Regions from separate parts of the Gossypium hirsutum genome. Here region 2 is linked to region 1. The links are chromatin contacts, called in public Hi-C maps. All regions are on one chromosome and are shown on one strand. Each heading gives the region's core, a stretch centred on a gene start, on an enhancer-like site or on the middle of the called end of the contact. The rest is flanking DNA. Distances are from core to core; before and after follow the strand shown.

What was found. A called contact is a pair of places that touch in the nucleus more often than the background predicts.
Region 2: a Hi-C map of leaf shows a contact between it and region 1, with 2.6 times the contacts expected there. The contact joins the promoter of LOC107941301 here to the enhancer-like site in region 1. A contact is called at or near these places in 2 of 34 Hi-C or Micro-C datasets (both in leaf).

What each region holds. Positions count from the first base shown.
Region 1 is chrA13:79,997,937-80,003,388 of Gossypium_hirsutum_v2.1, forward strand. It overlaps LOC107903827 (protein SUPPRESSOR OF QUENCHING 1, chloroplastic), which reads left to right. Exons shown (of 28, transcript XM_016829998.2): 27 at 110-259; 28 at 893-1,260. The coding sequence ends at 1,054. Among protein-coding and RNA genes, the nearest start is that of LOC107903828, 11 kb to the right of the region's middle. Within about 2 kb of position 2,770, at least 5 of the 9 cell types and tissues checked have an H3K27ac peak or open chromatin away from gene starts, as enhancers often do. A contact at or near this core is called in leaf, where this site is marked.
Region 2 is chrA13:80,430,569-80,436,020 of Gossypium_hirsutum_v2.1, forward strand. It overlaps LOC107941301 (ADP-ribosylation factor 2-B), which reads right to left and starts at 3,393. Exons shown (of 7, transcript XM_016874863.2): 1 at 3,095-3,393; 2 at 2,499-2,659; 3 at 2,348-2,418; 4 at 1,603-1,722; 5 at 1,347-1,465; 6 at 1,181-1,262; 7 at 855-1,101. The coding sequence starts at 2,646. The coding sequence ends at 1,096.

The DNA of each region.
Region 1 (5,452 bases), core at 1,520-4,019:
GCACACATGACTCACCGATAGGTCTAACCCTATCTTTGTCATGTTAAAATAGTCCTATTGTCATCTAAGAATATTCCTAGATGTTTTTGACTCCTAATACTAATTGCAGGAAGCACAGAGTAAGTTCACTGTTGATATAGAACCTGCAAATGCTGTGTCTATTGATCCCTTGGATGGAAAGCTTAGTCCAGAGGGATCCACAAAACTTCATTTCAGAAGATCCACTTCTTCGGCTTTTACAGGGATGATTAATTGCAAGGTACTCCTCATGATGAAAGCATAGAATTTTTACAGTTTTAGGAGATGTAGACCCGTGTTTGTTTATCAGTACAACTCGTGTGCCTTTGAATGCTTAGACATAGGCACCACCAGAAGCATGTTCAATAACTGCTTGTGACTGCTAGCATATCATATAGTGGCAGCACATAGCCAGTGGGTTTGCAGGGCTTTTCAATTATTTTTTGCGTATCAATGCAGTAGGGTAGGGCATTCTTATAAGTTTATTGATCCTCACAATGAAAGCAATTGACATCAAAGCTTAGTGCAAAGCCTTTAAGCAAAAGGGGTTACTCATGGCCGAACTCAGCTATGTAGTTGGAAGCTTCTATTAGGTAGCCTATGAAAATCAAGCTCAATAACTCTAGGAAAAATGGAAATTTATATCTTCTTTCTCTTTCCCTACCCCTTCTTTCCCCGCACATTCTTTTGATGCCAAAGAGCATAGCCGGTCGAACCAAAAGAACAGGCAGGCAGGATAGTTATATATGAGTTGTTGATGTCTAAATGGTTATTAGCTATTCCATGTCTGCCAGGATTTTGTAGATTAAATTAAAGATTAAATCATGGAAAAACTATGAAAATCAAATATTTTCTTTGGTACTTGACCTTCCAGGTGTACTATTGCAAAGAAGATGAAGTGTGCTTGTACCAATCACTGTTATTTGAGGTACCCTTCCAAGAGGAAGATCCACAAGCTAAGCCTGCAGATATCAAACTTGTGTATGATGTGAAGCCCAAAGCTTCAACAAACAGCTTACAGTTAATTGCCCCCTAAGATGCTCCTATAAATGTGTATATGTAAATTCTTCCTTTGTTTTTCTTTATGTTGTATTCGTACCAATATACTTGTACTTGATACATGGATAATTAGCAATACGTGGCGTTGTACAAGAGAACAAACAAAATCATCACCCTGATGATATGTGCATACTATTAATTTATGTTATGCTCCCTTTTGAGGTGGCAGCAGAGTTGCCTTCATTATGATTTCATTTTTCTAATATTAAAAAATGTTGCTATTACCATGATTGTGTTTTTCAAATATATATATATATAAAGGATGGATTGATGAGCAAGGCAGGGATAAAGTTGTGCAGTGCAAACTTGTATTAAATTGGTCAAATCATGACGGTGTGATTTATGATTTTAGGATTGATTGAATGTCACCGTATAATCCTATTAAATTAAAAGCTGTAATCATACAAATGTAAATTACCATACCTACCTTTTGGTCTTGACTAATTTAAGCTGCATTTTTATTTATCTTATTATAAACAGCAAATTAATCAAACCCAAAATAACACAGATGTGCTTTAAATAAAACAAGAGGAGGGAGATAGAACAAATATAAAAATGGGTGTGTTATTTTAATAAATCCAAAACCCATGTTAGGGATAAGGATGAAGGAGCAATGGTACAAAACCTAACCTTGTCACTGTTGCCTCTTGTCTTATTATCATATCACGGGTTTTTAATTTATATCTCTAATTAAAATATTCTTGTTAATTGCTGGACGACACTGAAATGTGGCCTAATGGAAAACAAAAAGAAAATGGATAAGAAAGATTCAACTTCATCATAATTCTGGTCAATCAAATATGTCTCATTACTAGCAACACCCATAACCTTTATATTATTATTATTATTATTTTCTTACATTATGATTACATCCTGATGTAAGAATAATAAAGCCATTTTCATTAACATCATCTCTGAGATTAAGGATTTCACTCTTGTTTGATTTTAAATGGAAGTAAAAATATAAAAAAACTCTGTTTTTTCCTTTTGAATGAGGGGGTTGTCTCACAGGAGGAGGCAGGGCTTCTGGCAAGTGGTATAATGGTGATGGTCCTCTCCTGATTCTCTTGAAGATTTTTTCTCTGTTTTCCAACCAATAATATCTAATTTCTGCTGCACTCCTCACATCCAACCAAACCAACTATTAACTTATTCCTCCATTTTACCCCATCAAGTCATAAAATTTTCATTTTTATTTAAATCTTATGCATGCAATTATGAGTGATTTCATTGTAAATTATGAAGCACAAAACAGCTCTTAAAAGATTAAATGCAAAAACTATTCATTCTTTTGTTTATCTTTTTATTACTATATAAAAAAATTGAAATTATCCAAAAAGAATGGTTAAACACTAGTTTGATGACCCAATTAAATTGTACTTGTTAATATTTTATTTTATTGTAGAATATAAATAATATTATTACAGCAGCCAGCAACAACCCAAAAGTTTTGTCACTTTTTAACTTATTACATACTTTGCTGTGAAATAAAGTGGGCATATATTAGAAACCTGATATTTCTGGTTTGTTGGGTCATAAGGTAGCTATATAGGAAACAAGTTCAATAATTTACCTCACAAGAATATTGCAGTCTTTTTATTTGATCCCATAATTTAATATTTACTAAAATTAAAATAGAATTAGACAAAAGGCTTAAATGGAATAGGAAGGGATAAGGGATTAGACTGCGTTGTGAGCAGATGTGGACGGAAGCAAATAAAAAGTCCTCCAAAATAATATAATATTCAACCGGGATTTGGTTTGAATTATTAAATTTTGAATTTTGTTTTTCTCATCAATAAAATAATAAAGTGGCGTGAAAACAACCACATGCCATCTCTTTTTCTCCATCTATTTTTTCTTTTATAATTTTATTCTTGCATCACCCACTAATCATTGCTGAGAATAAAAACAAATTCCATTTAGCCCCACAAAAAAACCAAAAGCCAATAAGTGGAAGGAAACCTCAACACTTGCTTTGTTATCCAATAAATCATTTCACTTGCATGTTTTTCCTTTCCTTTTTCTTAATTATATTTGTCAAAATTATCCAAAATTAATATGTTTATTTATTTTGGATAAATTATATTAACAATCACTTACTCAACTATAAAAAGTTATAAAATGTCACCCAACTATGTTGGATTTTTAAATGTTTACATTTTAACACATTAGCCAATCGATAACTAAAAAAGATAATTAAATCATTGGGTAACAAAAAAAAAGATTAAAATATACTATAAGTGCTTGTACTTTTCGAAAATTATGAATATAGTCTCTATATTTCTTTTCATGAAATTTAGTTCATCTAATTTTTAGATTTCAAAATTCAGATCTAACTGTTTGTTAGAGTAACTGATAAAATCAATTAGCCGTTAGTTGTTAGTAGTCAGCAAAGTCAGTAGTCAGTTATTCAATGCAGTTAGGCTATGTTACTATATAACCTGCATGCAGATACTTCCAAGTGGGTTAAGTTTTTGTATTCTGTTGTAATCTTCTTGATTCAATGCAGTAGTTCTATTCTTTTAGTCATTGTTTAACATGGTATCAGATGTCCATTGATCTCTGGAGGTTAGTCTTCTAAGTTCTTCATATCTTCCAGTCCATTCGTTGTTCAGTCTGTCGCACCTGCGATGCCTTCCAGTGTTACTGATGGTGTTGTTGATAGTCGATTCTTCTCTTCCAAGAAGATTAGTGTTCTTCTTGATGACACTAACTATCTGTTGTGGCGTCAACAAATTCTTTTGGTGATTAAAACGTTTAAGCTTCAAAGTTTCTTGGATCCTCGAACTGTTCCTCCTCCCCAGTTCCTTCCAGATGCTAATGGTGTGCCTCAAGAAAATCTTGAGTTTACTCGGTTTGAGCAGCAAGATAGTGCTCTTACATCTTGGCTCTTATAATTAGTAAGTCCACCCGTTCTTCCTCATCTTATTGGTATAGACACTAGTGCTCAGATTTGGAATTCCATTGTTAATTTGTATGGTAGCAAAACCACGTCTAGACTGATGTTTTACAGGCGAGCTTTACACTCTCAGCACAAAGGAGATTTATCTATGAAAGATTTTTTAATGAAGATTAAAGGGTACTGTGCTAGTCTTGCTAGTTGTGGGGAGATCACCAGCGATCATTAGCATGTCACCGCCAATTCTCAATAGTTTGCCTTCGAATTATAAGTAAATTATTACAATCATCACTGCCAGTCGAATGCCCTACACAGTTCAAGGTGTTACTACTATGCTCTTGGATGCTGAAACACGGTAACTTTCTCCAGTTATTGAGATCTTTGTTTCTGCTAATGTGGTCTCACATCAGTCCGCAAGGCCGATTGACAACAACGAATCTACACCAGCTTATCACCCTTCTACTAGCACTCGAGGGCAAGGGCGTGGTCGATCATCTGGCTCACGATTTCAGTGTCAGCTTTGTGGGAAACAAGGTCACCTTGTTGATCGCTGCTATTATAGGTTCGATGCATCGTACAAGAGTACAGGATATAGGCCACTTCAGCCTCCACAGGCCAATGTTTATATGTTCGTGTTGGCTCTCCCATGATACCTTGGATGCCACCTACATCAACTACTGTTCCTAATGCTCCACCAAACTGGTTTTTTCCATCTGTAATGCCACCATATTTTTGGTCTAATCCTTTTGCCACTGATAGTTTCTCATCAACCAGTACATTTGTTCCAGCAGCCCCATATCCCCGGGCTTACATTTCCATACCCGAGACTGTTGGAGATAATGCGTGGTACCCTGACTCTAGGGTAACCCATCATCTCACACACTCACCTACTTCTCTAGCAGAAATCACATCATACAAATGTCCAAGTAAGGTATATGTTGGTAATGGCAATGCTCTTCTGGTCTTGTCCCCTAGTTAGTCTTATTTACTTACTTGTTCGCGCCTCTTATATATGCGATCTTTACTGTTTGTCCTAGAATTACCAAGAATCTCTTGTCTGCCTCAAAGTTTACTAAAGATAACTAGGTGATGTTTGAGTTTCTTCCTACACAGTGTCAAGTTCGTGACATACACACAGGGGAGGTGCTTCTTAAAGGGTCCGTGCAGCATGAATTATACAAACTTCACTTACCTGGTTCTGCTCAGCCAAGCTCACCTGCTTCAGTTTAATGTTTTACTATTAGCTCTGTAGTTCCTTTTGATGTATGCCATAATAGGCTAGGCCACCCTTGTAAAGCTATCCTTACAAAGGCTCTACTCAAGTGTAACATACCTCTTAATGTAAATAATGGTTCCTTTCTGTATATTGCTTGTCATTTGGGCAAAGAACATAAGCAACCATTTTAGAAATCTGTAACTGAATATACTGCACCGTTTCAATTAGTGGTTGTCGATGTTTGGGGACTAGCTCCA
Region 2 (5,452 bases), core at 2,143-4,642, 430 kb after region 1:
AATGCACTGCACCGTCTCAGAACGTAGTTACGCAGGAGCCACTACTTAATACCAAGCTACCCCTTGACGGTGCAGTGATGGGTGAAGAAAGAGAGTGTGCCGGAAGCAGAGAGCAAAGGAAGAAGAAGATGATTAACAACAGCGGGTAAAAAATGATGTGGAATGCCACTTTAGACTCCATTAGTGAGTTAATAGTGGGGTGCCTAAAATATTAAAATATTTAATTATTGTAACAAAAATGATTAAATTATAAATATTTTTATCTGGGTGATTATAAAAATTGAATGATGAATCAAGTCGTATACTTTTATTTTAAAAGAAATGGATAATTGAGGCATATCCTTTAACTAATAAATGCATTTTGTATAAAACATGTAAATTCAAATTGTGTGTTTGCTGGATCATTTGGGTTGATTTCGTTCCACCCCGACTTATTATTACTATTATAATTATACAGAAGCGATTCTTGAAACTCAGAATTCCTTGGATAATACTGGTAATGAGAAACATTTTAAGTCTGTTGAATGAAGGAAAGCAGTCACATTGTCACTGGCTCTCCTCTTGTCCTCAATGGTTTGGTGTTTTGTGGCTTAACCCTGCAGCAAACAAACCAGTCACATTGTCCAAAACGAAAACTACTTTAATGTCTCTAAGGTATAAACATGTGAAATGGCCGAGTTCCTAAGAAGTGAAGGAGACTTTTTTAACAGTTAAAACCTCATGCAAAATAAAATGAAATGGCCTCACTCTTCCCACCTCAGCTCAACTTGCTTAAAAATTTTCTTGGACAAACAAGAATCAACATAGTATTGATAATGGAACAAGTAAAACTCATAAAATGTAACATGTTACTATGAAATGTCAACAATGAATTCGTCAATTAACTCTGAGCAATGAATTCCATCTACAAAGCATGCAGGCAGTCCAAATGCCCACATATCTAAACACAAGCTCATCCATTTCATTTAAAAGTTGTCGAGCAAAAACGAAAAAACAATACCCCAATAACGCATCATAAAATAGAAGTATACATATCCGAATTCCACAAAGATTGCTAGCCCAAATGTAAATGTCACCGACCTTCTACCAACCACCTCAAGCCTAGGAAAAATACAATGAACGGAAGCGAGAATTAGAACAGAACAATATCAATAAAGGACACGTATCAGTCTGAACCTACCTTGTTAGCTATGTTGTTGGAGAGCCAGTCCAGACCCTCATACAACCCTTCACCAGAGGTAGCGCACGTACTCTGAATATACCTGTGACTCACAAGAGAGATTTTAAAACAAAACAGACAACTGGCAGACCAATCTAGAAATAAACAAACAGGGAAAAGGTTATACCAGTGGCGCTGACGGAGGGAATGAAGACCAAGTTTATCAGTGATCTCAGCAGCATTCATAGCATTTGGTAAATCTTGCTTGTTTGCAAATACAAGCAGCACAGCATCCCTCAGCTCATCCTACACATATTATAAGCAACAAAATAATTGAAAATAGTAATTACACATGCATAACAGCTACATGTAGACCTCATTATTGAAAATTTCAAGTCAACAGAGAAACCAAACCAACAAAGTGCAAAGAAGCAATCTGGCACCTCATTTAGCATACGGTGAAGCTCATCCCTGGCCTCAACAACACGATCACGATCATTGCTATCCACAACAAAGATTAGCCCCTGAGTATTTTGGAAGTAGTGCCTCCACAAAGGTCGAATCTGAAAGTTCCCATAAAGCCATTAGAACAAGACATGCTATCAGACTCGAGATATTTCACTCCTAAATTTTAAGAAACAGGCAAATGCAAGTACCACAAAAGGCAAGCAACAATTTGCAGACAAAATCACCAGTACTTAACTATAAAGAAGAAATAATGTTGGTTGCACTATATATTGGAGCCTTCCTCATTCAGGGAGGAAAACAGAAGAACAAGGTAGCAGCAATAAATGTAGCTTATGAATATGTTATGTGCTGACGAATGACAATCTAATCAGCACAGGACCATCCATAAGCACAATGGATTGCAAGAAAATACAATAAAGGCAAGATGCCAAATAATGCAACAGGCACGACATGGATAGCCTCTCCTCATACCACCGAAGGATAAACTAGAAAGACGAGGTGGCATTAGTAGATGTAGATTATGATTATCTTATATGCTGATGCCATCAGCATAAGATCGTCCATAAGCATATCCATTAGTTGAAACATCAATGTATTGTACAGTTTACCCAGGGTAAAATATCATGTTCCAGCAATAAGACCCAGGGAAACAATATAATGGTAAAATGATGACTAATTATGGTTTGTTCTGCAACATTTTTCGAGTTTCTGTAATATTACCTTGTCCTGACCTCCAACATCCCAAACGGTGAAGCTAATGTTCTTATATTCCACAGTTTCCACATTAAACCCTGGGAAAGGTAGCAATAAGCATCAATATCTATAAACAAATAAAAAAATAATTGCAGAAAAATTAACAATAAGAGCATACCAATAGTGGGAATCGTGGTGACAATCTCTCCGAGCTTCAACTTGTATAATATGGTAGTCTTACCAGCAGCATCAAGACCCACCATCAGAATACGCATTTCCTTCTTGGCAAACAGGCGACTGAACAACTTAGCAAAAGAAAGCCCCATCCTTTTATTCTGGCTGAGAAAAAAAAACACACACACACAAAAAGGGTCCATCCCAGCTTATTCGCCCGATTAATAAAATGAAAAAAAAAAGGAACAAAACCAATTTGACATATAAATGGTAACATATAATATAAACCATCCGTTTTCAGAGATAAGAACAATTTATACACAGGATCGGAATTAGCTAGAACATCATATCATATCAAATGATAGAAATATAACCCTGATCAAACAAAACAAGCAGATATTGTAGAAAAAATAATAGATTCAATATGAATTCTAATACTAGTAATATGCTATATTACGTAGAAATCAAGATCCCAGGGGAAACATAAATCCAGATCTAGATCAAGGATCAAATAGTTAAAGATCCGTCAGCACAAATAAACGTAAAACACATTTGGATTACAGATACATAGAGAGAGGAAGGGAGAGATTTGTAGAGTACATGGTGAGAGATTGGAAGATCTGAGAGGGGTGCCCAGAGAATTGAAAGAGGAAAATGAAAGTGGAAAGTTGGAATCGAGGGTGACAGGGTGGGGTGGGATTTAATTTATTAGGAGGATTTCGGAGAATGGGGCCTTCAAGGCGTTAGGTTTTGTTTGGGCTTAGAATTAGAATAGATCCTAATCTAAGCTATGCTAAGGCTCTGGCCCGCCCTGAGACCCAATCCACTTGGTGTTGTTGCTTGTGCTGACTAAGTTATTGTATTACTCCATGGCCACTAGTACTTCAATGATGGAGAATGAATATGCAAGAGAAGGCACTACTTTTTTTAACTGCAATAATTTAATCATATTTTCCTTTAACATATCTTTAAAGGTTTTTGAAGCGCATGATTTATCATTATGGCAAGTACAAAGCATATTTTTGTGAAAACTCACTAGAGATTCACAATATCTTTTCTTATAGAATTGTAGGAAGTGAAGAAGTTTTAGAAATGTGGTTTCAAAATCCCACTCCGATGGTTTGATCACCGTTATAGAACTAAAAATCTAATGAATCATTTCAAACCGAGTTAAGAACCAGTTATGTTATAATTTTTTGTACATTCCTTCCACCAAAATCAATTTGGATCTTCTTCTTCAAGCCCTGATAATCAGAATTTCTAAGCCCTCTGTTGTATGAGAAAAGAGAGATATGAAGAAAATAACTTAAGATCAGTAGAGAAGAGGCACTGAATATTTAAGAAGAAAGAAGAAAATACTTTTGAGTTTAATTTACTAATTATAGTACTTAGTAGGCAAAACAAACAAGAGAAGAAGATGATGAAAAAAAAAACCAATAGCCAAAGAACATGAGAAGAAGAAGAAACAAATAAAAGAATAAAAAAAAATAACAACCTATGCTCAAATAGACAAGAACGAGAAGAGAAGATAGACAATAAAAAAGATGAAGAGACGACACTTATTATTAGATTAGAGTAAATAGGAAGTAGAAAACAATGAGAGAAGGGACACCTACTTTTTTTTAAAGTTTTTTTATTTTATGAATTGGTTGAATCGATGATCGAATCAGTTAAATTAAAAATTGATGGTCTAACCGATTCAATTTTAAAAATTTTATAGAAAATCATGATAATAAAACATAAGTTACTTTTGTAAAAATATTTAAGATATTAATTTTATATAAACCAAAATTTATTATTGCATAAATAATAAATATAAAATCTTTATAATAATATGATTTTCACAAATATATAAAATTACCTATGTGGAATTGGATTCGGTAATTGGGTTTGAAAAATATGTAAATTCCTTTTTGTTACGCATACACTAGGTGGTGGAGATTATAAGCTTTCTATTAGTTTTTAATTTATAACCCCAATAAGTAGAGGTAGGTTCAATTTTTATATAACCAACTTTTAATCGGTACATTCATCAAGTAATTAAATAAACTAATAGAATTTAATTTTCTATTAAAGTAAATAACTTAATTTTTTATTTTTTTTTTACAATCTCATTATAGGTTCTGATCATATATGCTCTTTTTGACATAATACCTAGAACTACTCATAGCCCCTCCCAACCCATAAATAGGAGGATAATGTGCTTCAGCGTACTTGAACCCACATCATCTTGCATTGGCAACAATCATTGTAACACCCTATACCTGGTCTGGTTGCCAAGCCCGAATATTAGGATGCCACACCACCATCTCATGTCATACTCACAGTAAATTGTCACATTATTAATAAATCATCCTCTTTATCAGTGATCTTATAAATTTTTAGTCAAACATATATCAACCATCATTAAAACATGTCAAACATACTTTAAATAAACTTATAGTAATAATTGAATATGCATTAGGATCACTTTGCAAAATTTCCAAGACAATCGCGTACATATTAATACTGTAACAAAGGTATCGATAATTCTCTCAAGTGGTATCGATACCGCTTGGAAATTCAGTACCAAAACTGCTTACTATTTCTTGCTTAGAAACCCAAACCTCGAAAATTATCGGTACCTCTGCCAAAGTATCAATATTTCTACCCTGAGTACTGGTACTCGTGATAGGGTATCGATACCAAATTATGATTCTAACTTCTTGCACATTTCAAATCACAGAGGTATCATTTTTACAACATGAATATCGATACCTCTACTTCAGACCAGAAAAATACAACATACTTAAGCATATGAATCATTCCAACATGCACCAATCCATCATGCTTGTAACGGCCCAAATTTCGATGATATCAGAATAGTGATTTGAGATCACTAAATCCGACATGTGAGTTTAGATATTATTAAGTAAAAGTTAAGTGTGGTTTTAGAAATGATTTCGAATTAGTGAAATT